3 separate regions of the Mus musculus genome follow, and all the other regions are linked to region 3. Evidence: chromatin contacts called from public HiChIP or PLAC-seq data. All regions are on one chromosome and are shown on one strand. The core of a region is the stretch at or near the end of the contact, and the rest is flanking DNA. Distances in the headings are between cores, read along the strand shown. Region 1 has its middle 73 kb from the start of Gm52008. Region 2 has its middle 120 kb from the start of Gm52008. Region 3 overlaps Bcl11b (B cell leukemia/lymphoma 11B).

What was found. HiChIP or PLAC-seq counts read pairs in DNA pulled down with a chosen protein or histone mark.
Region 1: an H3K27ac HiChIP or PLAC-seq map of double positive thymocytes shows a contact between it and region 3, with 8 times the contacts expected there. The contact joins two enhancer-like sites. A contact is called at or near these places in 4 of 484 Hi-C or Micro-C datasets (CD8 central memory T cells, cortical neurons, forebrain and 1 more) and 9 of 115 datasets of contacts at active chromatin or transcription factors (astrocytes, double positive thymocytes, effector CD8 T cells and 6 more).
Region 2: a contact with region 3 is called in an H3K27ac HiChIP or PLAC-seq map of double positive thymocytes, with 7 times the contacts expected there. The contact joins two enhancer-like sites. A contact is called at or near these places in 7 of 115 datasets of contacts at active chromatin or transcription factors (T-cell acute lymphoblastic leukemia, astrocytes, double positive thymocytes and 4 more).

What each region holds. Positions count from the first base shown.
Region 1 is chr12:107,182,071-107,185,117 of GRCm38.p6, reverse strand. No RefSeq gene overlaps it. Among named protein-coding and RNA genes, the nearest start is that of Gm52008, 73 kb to the right of the region's middle. Within about 2 kb of position 1,622, at least 39 of the 459 cell types and tissues checked have an H3K27ac peak or open chromatin away from gene starts, as enhancers often do. A contact at or near this core is called in CD8 central memory T cells, double positive thymocytes, effector CD8 T cells and 1 more, where this site is marked.
Region 2 is chr12:107,232,669-107,235,520 of GRCm38.p6, reverse strand. No RefSeq gene overlaps it. Among named protein-coding and RNA genes, the nearest start is that of Gm52008, 120 kb to the right of the region's middle. Within about 2 kb of position 1,385, at least 7 of the 459 cell types and tissues checked have an H3K27ac peak or open chromatin away from gene starts, as enhancers often do. A contact at or near this core is called in double positive thymocytes, where this site is marked.
Region 3 is chr12:107,924,889-107,927,947 of GRCm38.p6, reverse strand. The region is part of intron 3 of Bcl11b (B cell leukemia/lymphoma 11B); the gene reads left to right. Among named protein-coding and RNA genes, the nearest start is that of Bcl11b, 77 kb to the left of the region's middle. Within about 2 kb of position 1,722, at least 26 of the 459 cell types and tissues checked have an H3K27ac peak or open chromatin away from gene starts, as enhancers often do. A contact at or near this core is called in CD8 central memory T cells, double positive thymocytes, effector CD8 T cells and 1 more, where this site is marked.

The DNA of each region.
Region 1 (3,047 bases), core at 373-2,872, 740 kb after region 3:
TATGCCATAGCTTAAGAAAAAAGAGACTGACACGCTGAGCTAGCCTCCAGTCCTGAGCAAGGGGCAAGGCTATAATCAAACCAAAGTAGTCACAATTCCAAACAGGGCTCTTTTGACATTTCCATGCTGTTGCCAACTGTGACCAACCAGGCATGCTCAGAAGAGAGGGAGTTCCCAGCTCATCCTCGAGGAGACGAGACCACTGATTTCAGAACCAGCTTCCTGTACTTGGTGCAGCTTGGTCCTGAGGATGGAGCCCGCCCAGAGCCATGCTCTCATCTTTGCAGCTGACCCCAGGCTTGTTTCTCAATGACTTCTACAGATCCAGAGGGACCATGAACATCTATCTACAGCCCTGGTTCCTCACCTGCATCTCTGATGCACAGAGATAGGACTGGGGAAAGCGGCTGCCTGCCTTTTAACCATGCCTGCCTGCCTGACTCTCTCTCTCTCTCTCTCTCTCTCTGTGTGTGTGTGTGTGTGTGTGTGTGTGTGTTTTCTGTCTCTCTTCTTTCAGGGTTAGAGAAACTGGCAGATTGCCCTCAGTTTGTTTCGAGTAGGCTTCCTTTGAGTGCTAAAAAGGAAAGAGTCAAGAACAAAGAACACAAGCACACAGCACTGCACGTTTCTAAGACAATATAAAAAGTTGTTCAGACAATTTGCAAGGAGACTAACAATAAGACCTGAATGATATTTTCCCCTACTGTTGCCACAGTGACAAGGGCCCACAGGCTACACTGGGGTCATGGACCGTTTCCATTGGTCCCCAGTCAAAGGGTTCTGGCATGATCATCTGACTTTTAGGAAGACTCATCTCTTGTTACAGGGCTAATTTTACATCTCAGACCATCTCTCAGTGTCCTGAAAAGGGAAGAGGAAGGCAGATGGATGATTTTTCAACTGACAGGCAACCAGCTGTCAGTACCTGATGACCATGTGTACTGTCCCAAGCAAGGTGCCTCCCCAGCTTTCAGGGAAGCGGAGAGAAGCTCAGAGGTATTTGGGGTACATCACCAGGGAACGTGGGATAAAGGACTCAGAACCGAGAAGAGACTATGCATCATCTCCATCGTACAAACTCTCAGGGCCCCTCTCTCTCAGGCAGAGGGGGAAGAAGGACCCGGTTCATCTCATTCCTGGGGTTCATATTCTGCTGAGGGGATTGGTGGAGGGAACATGAAGGCAGAAATCCTTCTGAAGATTCAGGGGGAGTTGGGCGCTTTGAGAGGGGCTAGAGATCACCAAATCGCTCACAGCTCGCAGCCCGAGGGACTCTGAGGCGGCTAGGTTTCATTGGGGTCCAGGAGCAAAGGAAGGAGTCAGACACGTGGGGAGAGGGATGAGACCCGTGAAAGAGAACGTAGTCAAGCTGGGCAAGGCAGAGAGAGGCTCCAAGGATTGGAACACGCGTCGCTCATTTACCTGAAGCCGCTTCTTACCTCAAAGCCCAGAAAATGGCACAGAAGGGAAAGAGCAGGAGGACAGAGAAGAGCGTTGTGAGAAAATGCGGCTGTTTGGATACAGTGTAATCTTTGCACCATGTGTGCGCAGCAGCTAAGGACCCCTGCACAGGTTGGGTCCTTCGACTTAGCACAGTGTTGGAGCCCCGCCCCTTCCTGAGAAGCCGAAGGCTGCTGATTGGTGCTATAAGAGAGGCTCTCATTTGTCTAATGGTGTAGCCTCCAGGGAGGGGTTGAGAGGGAAAGGGGGTGGGCGGCTTTGAGAGGGTGATGGGGCAAATACAATCACAACATATTGTCTGCACATATGAAGCGGCCAAAAACAAAGCAAAAAGCAGAAGTGACAAGTGGGTGGCATCCTTGGAGGTCGCCTGCGTCCTGGGAAACGGAGTCAGGGGTTTCATTGCAAATGCTTAGGGCAAGGGAAAGCTGAAGGTTTCCCTCCGTGAGCTTTGGGAAATATTAAAGTTTTGCTGATTTACACACACACACACACACACACACACACACACACACACACACACACTGGTGAGCTATGTGCCTGTAACGGAGGGGTGTGACCCCAGAGATGGTTCTTCATCCCTGAGGCCCAGCATAGGATCTCTGCCTCTTCCTGCATCTGCTTTCCTCCCTAAAACCCGAAGTGAGCATACTTGGCAATAGTGAGTCTTAGAACCTGTGAAATATCTCAACAGAGCTTTTGGAAAATTGAAGGTACCAAACTGTGCGTGGCCAGACTTGCCTATCACACAGCCCTGGTGCCGGGAAGACAGGATTGTAAATTCAATGCAAATTTGAATTACCTAGAGAAATTCTGTTTCCGGAAAAAAAAAAAAAGGCAAAGTGAAAGAAATGAAGAGACAGACGTTTCAATGTTATTGTCAGACGAAGGGTTAAAATTGACCCTGAGGAGAGTTAAAGGATGCTTGGGAACATAGAGGGGACAGCCATTTTCTCACACACTGACATTGCGATTAGCAGCCTCATCAAGAAGCTCAGAGATGTACTACCACTAATCCCAAGATGTAAGGCACGAAAAGATAGATCTAGAATTCTAGCCAGTTCTAGGAACCCAGTGTTGCTTGCAGTGCCCCATCCTGCCTTTCGGGACATCTAGATTCAAGGTTAGCTGGAGGGTGGTCGTGGATAGCAGGCAGGGCAAGCGGGTGGGAGAGCTGGCGGGCATACATAGTCTGTGCCTTTGTTTCCCGGTTTGGTTTCAGGCTGTGTGAATCTCTCGGCCTGCTCTTTCACTTTGAGCTGGGTGTTCACACACTTCTCACGAAATCCAACCCGCGCTTCGTTGGTTCCGAGGTGAGTGGGGAGGAACTGCTGAGCCAGGCCCATGGCTGGCCCCATCAAAGGTGCTGGCCAGGCCTCTAGCCCTAGGTCTCAAGCTTGCGGCCCACGGCTTCCTCCAGGCCAGGACGCAGCAGCCAGCTCACCTTGTTTCGAGTTTCTGTTCGGTCTCCTTTCAAGTTTCATTCTGGTGCCCTTCACACAGCCTGCCCCCACCTCTTCCTTCTACGGTGGGGCAGCTATGTAATTCTTGAGACATCCTCAGCCCGGTAGGGAACTTCAGTCTGG
Region 2 (2,852 bases), core at 136-2,635, 690 kb after region 3:
AAGGCTAATGAATCACACACAAATTTGGTGTGGGCCATCAGTCAGGGATAATCCATATTTTGAGTTTGTGTGAGCAGCTCAGATACAGTCCAAAAAACAACAGGAGGCTCTTTTGTGAGAAAGGGAGGGGGGAAACAAGATATACATGACAGGTGTTGAGGTTAGAGCTCATCCTTTGATGGAGAGAAAGAGAGAGAGACAGAGGGAGACAGAAACACAGAGAAAAAGACAGAGAGATGGAGAGAGAGAGAGAGAGAGAGAGAGAGAGAGAGAGAGAGAGAGTCCCAGAAGAACACTTAGTTTTAATGCAATGACAGAGGGGAATGAAAGGTTTCTATGCGTAAGGAAGAACCAGACCCAAGAGTACAAGGATCCTGGCAATTAAGTGGTGGACCTTTATCACAGGCAGAGCTGATGTGTCCCCCCATGTCCCCTTGTTTAGGTCAGCAAGGTGACCTCATACGCATGTGTGACACAACACTTAATTGGCAGCCAGAGTGAACTCCAGCCTTGGAATCTCTTATGAAAATGAGCCCCAGCAGCTCAGCCTCTGCAGGATTGAAATGGTCCTCGGAGATTCTCACTTCGTCCTCGCAGAGTATGAGTATGGAAATTGAGGCCAGGTGGTGATGCGGGCGACACAATCTGAATCACGAAGTCCTTACTCTCAGAAACAGCAATAATTTCAGCTCCGGCATGGATCTCGGGCCCTTGCTGGTGAATCTCAGCCAGGTCTTTAGATCCCAGTCAGATGAGTGTCACCCACTCTACCCTTAGTTCTGTTATTTCTTCACTTTTTTTCCATCCATTATAGTTTACCAGGATAAGCATGGCCCTAAAGGTTCTCCGGGGTATCATGGAAGAAACATGCTGTTATCTAGTCTCCCACCCTCCTGCCTTCACCCTTGACACCTGCCCAGCCCTGGGTGGTGAGTGCAACACTCACCACCTCCTCATCTGCCTCACTTGCTAGCATCTCTGTGAGACTGTATCGAAGGAAACAATTTATTCCTTTTATCCACTTATTAAATATTGTGTTTGCCTGTCTTAGAACCCACTAGCTTCTACTCATATTAACATTGGCCTATGTAATTTCTAGAGCTTTACCACCTGCCAATCTGTTTTTGTTATGTATACAGCCCTTTCTGTGGCATGAAAACCTTTATGCTCAGAACACTCTTCTGTGTTTGTGAGGTGCTCTCACTGGACTCCTAACGGCAGTCCTGTACTTGAACTCTCTTCCCGGGGATTCTGGGAAAGCCATGGAGAACCCCAATGTCACTCTGTTTCCTTTCCGGCCCGGCTTTTGACCTATTTCAAGCCTGCTGAGGCAGTCTGTGTGTAGGCTGCAGGTTCTGGAAGGTCATGTGATATCCTGACATGAACAGACCACATACTCTTGAGGGTAGCGTCATCTTGTGTGTCTGGTCCAGGGTCACCCAGCTTATGAGGGTTCAGAGAAGTCTCTTCTCCTAGACGACCACAGACTACTCGGAAGATGGATCAAGAGGGAGGTCATCATGGAGAAGAATGTGTGGATAGGAGGTCTTGAGGCCAAGTAGTTATGATATTGAGACTCAGAAGATGAAAATATTGAAAATATTGACAGCACAGGACTCACCCCCACTTTCTTGTGCATCAAGGGTAATAATATTTGTCTATCAGAGCATGAGAGGGCCCAGATTTGAAATTATCATACAGCTGGCAGCTTCTAGCACGACCCCAAAGCCTTCCGTTGTTTGTGCCTCTTGAAACCTCTCACTTTGGATATGAGCAATATCTACTAGCTCTCAGCCAATAAGGAATAAGAGAAAGCTCAGAGGATGTCACATGACCTGGTTAAGAAGACGATAGCTTCCATTTCGTTGATATTTCCCTTTGCTCCTTCATCCATGTTGGTTGTGATAGATAGAATCAACTAGAAAATCATGAGGTTAGTCTCTGGCCAACAAGTAAGCCATAGAGACCATTGGCTCAATAGCCACTGGGAATCCTGACAACTGCTCCAACAATATTGGGAGGTGTTGTCCTGGGCTTGTGCTTGCGACTGTATGGTCACCTAGAGATACACAGGCCGAACACCCCATGCTTGACTTCAGACTCTTAAGGGATCCCTAGGCAGAGGACCCAGCTGGAACAGGCTCAGATTACCTATGCAAGACAGACTACTCAATGTATGTAGATTTAAGCCATTATGCACTGGGGAGGAGGGACTGCTACCCCTGCGATCTATAACTAATACAGGCAAGCTATGAACATTACTATACTGTGTGCTGCCATGATCACCCCCAAGTGAAACTCATTAATATCTCCACCCCCACACCCATACTTGCTTCCAGTCTGAGGGATAAAGAGAGATTATAAATAACACGCCATTTGCTCCTCTCTGATTCTGAGGCCCCAGGAGTTTGCACCAGATGTATGGATGAACATCCAGCTTTCCGAACCTTCTGGATTTCAGGATTTCAGATAAATAGCTTTGGCCTTTCTGAACATTCCCCAAGGATGTCGCTAGGATCAGATGAGGACATGTTGGAGAGCTCACACAGAAAGCTGGGAAGCCCTCCTGTCAGACTGCGAACTATCAGCATGGAATGTTACCAGCGTCCTAGGTCACATTCTGACCTGGCAGAAGAACCCAGATGTGCAGATACCACCTGACTAAGCAGGGTCTGTGGCACTAGTCAAAGAGTCACTGGGAAGTCCTTACCCAGAGAACATTTGCTGGACTTTTGTCATGCAGTGTTGTCATGACCTAAAAGGCGGCTTCACCAGACTAGGGAAGTGGCCAATGCTTTCATCAGCCTTTTCCTGTTATCCTTTCCAAATGCCCTAAAGAACCAGATTAGAGG
Region 3 (3,059 bases), core at 473-2,972:
CCCTTGGGAGAGGGGGGAGAGCGGGTGGCAGTGCTTACAAAATGCATTGAAGATAAAAAGAGTCATTGCAGGGGGCTTGTGGGGGAGCACTCTGTGATCCACACCGTGCCCCCCCATTCACAAGGTCCAGTTTTTACCCTATAATTGCCTATCATTATACACAATTTAAATATTCAAACATTCTCCACAAACCCTGGGCTAGCATGTTTTTATTACAAATTCAGAACAAGGGAATAACCTTTAACTTCAGAGACAAATGAGACAAATTTACAAGTGCGTATCTGCTGTTTTCTCGCGCTTTATCAATCCCCGTGGACCGGAGCACTTTCGCTATAACACCACTCAGAACAATATACATATATTACGACTTGTTTGTAGTGTGTCGGTAATGAGTCCCCTCTGCATTAGCTAACCTATATAACTCGGCGTTGAGGCTCTCCATAACGCCAATTATCTCCTCACAGCTAAACGTACACTCCATTAAAACGAGATTTACTGCCCTGGCCATACTTCTTGGGGTAGAAAGTGGAGATTTTTGTGGGTTTAAGGAAAGGAAGGAAGGATGGAGAGTTTCCTGGGAAGGAAGCCATGACACATAAGAACATCCTGTGTCTCCTAGAAGGATAGAAAGCCGCATGGGGTGAGGTTCACTTGCCGTGTGAGAGAACGGGGTGCAGACGTGGAGGCTCCCACACACCTACAGGGCTGTCCCTGCCTTTTCCATTCGCTTCCTGAGTTCACTACATTTTGGCCACTAAATGATGAGTATGATTTATCTGTTTCTGGCACATTCTCGAAACCCACGCCGGGTCGGGGTGGCACGGAACGACACAGCCACTCTGGTGAGTTTGTCCATCAGCACCTCAGATCTCCCAGGAGGGGCCTGGGGAGACGGCACAGTTGGTAGAGCTCTTGCTCACAAGCCTGAGGACCTGCCGTTGATTTCTAGAACCTATGTTAAAAAACAAAAAACAAACAAACAAACAAAAAACAAAACCAAAAAATGCCAGGCACGGTGGCATGAACCTGTGATCTCAGGGCTGAGGAGATCGAGACAGGTGGTCCCTGGAGTGCTCTGGTGAGCCACTTGGGCCTGTTCGGTAAAATCTAGGCCAGTGAGAGGCCCTGTCTCCAAAGGAAACAACCTGAATCCAAGATGGCTGGCTCCCGAGGAACCATCATGGCTCGTCCTCTGGCCTCTGCACTGACAGACTTTGAGTACCTCACTACACACTTGCACCTGCTTATACAAGAACGTGTGTGCATACCCCCACACGCATGAAGAAAAGCCCACTGGAGACATGTGGTTCAGAGAGGCCTGCGACACGCAGGTTGCCCGGGGTCTGACTATGTAGAAACCTTAGGTGATCTTCCATGAATGTGAAGGTTTCGTGGGAGGCCAGGGTTCTGAGGGTGACCAACTGTAGTTGTAGACACTCCGGGGGAACCGTCGTCATTTGTAAGATCACCTGTGCCCTTTGCCCTGTCCTCCCCCACTCTCTGTGACAAACCCCTCTGTTCTCACCCTCCTCGGATCAGCCCCTCGGTCAGCAATTTCTCTTTGTTTCGGGGCTGGGTGGCTGTTTCTCCCAGCCTGACCTTGCACACCTGGTCTGACCACAAAATTGAACGGTTGAAAGAAGGCTGTGTTGGGACCCATGGGGCGCATGGCGTCTGCACCCGAACTTCTCTTTCACTTTGCTTAGACCACCCTGGCCCTGAAGCTGTGGGTTCACAGTTCTCAGCTGTCAAATGAGAGGCTTGTTGCCATAACCAACCTGCTTGAGAGGCGGATAGAGGGCTACCTCCTACGTTACAGGCCTTCACGGATTGGTGTTTGTTTTTATTGTGCTTTTGACATTTGTGAAATTGTTGGTGGTGGTGGTGGTGGCAGATCATCCAGTTGGAAACTCCATGGATTTTCTTTACCTGCATCCTTTGCTGTAGTGAGATTTTTGCTAGACAAATCAGTTCTTGTCTTGAATGGGCTTGAAATTCTTTTTCTTTTTCTTTTTCTTTCTTTATTTTTGTAGAAATTGGAATTTGTTTTATATTCAGCTAAGTTATTTTCTTTAACACACATTTTCTGTCCTTCCCCAGACAGGCTCCAAACCTGTTTTCAAGTTCCGCCTCCAGGGTTTCCCCTCTGCATTGAGGGTCCCATCTCCATGCGTTGGACTCCTTTCTTCTACCAGCCTGTCCTTGCTTTCCTTCCTAAAGTCAGCATTAGGGTGTTCTCAGAGGGCCTTCCCTAGGGCTCCCAAGTTGCTAGGACTCACCTTTCTTATGGACTCGATACTTGAACCCTCGCTGGAAATCACGTAATCACCGATGTCTTGCTGACTGTGGTTCCGTGAAAGCAGCCCTTCTCCTGCTCCATGGCCCTGGCTCACAGTGCTTCATCAGTCTCTGCAGTGTAGAGAGCGAGGCAGGTGGCCACACAAGGATAAAGGGTACTGGGAAGTTGCTGCGAGCATTTGCGTGAAGGAACAGTTTTCCTTCCCAGACATGGTGTGACCTTGGAGACAGAACTCCTGGGAACAGACCGATTCTTAATGTTCAGCATTTAGTTTAGTTCGGGAGGCAGAGTGGGTGGGCAGGGCCAGCCCTCCACCCAAGGCTCTGGAATGCAAAGCTGGATTCTGTGGGGTGGCTGTGGCATCTTCTGCATGCCTCTCCCACAGCAGGCAGAGCTGTGTCTTCCATCATGGCTACCTGCCCTGCATCTAGGTGCGTTCAGAAAGTCTCCCTTGCAGGCGGCCTGCCTCTGCCTTGCTGGACTCTGTCTCTCTCCTCACCTCAGCACCTCTGGTTCTTTCATGTTTGGCTTGACTACAGCCTCTAGACCCACCCCTAATCTTTCTGCTTCTTCCCTTGGTATTTCTGAAGTCCACTTAGTCAATTTGGGTCAGCCTGACAGTATTCTGGGTCTAATGCTTAACTGGACACCATGTGCATACCCCAGACTGTGAGCTCCTGGAGGTGAGGGAAGCAAGAGTCACTGACATTTCCAGTAAGATGTGTCTGTTTAGGGGACTATGGCAATTGGTTTGCCACTG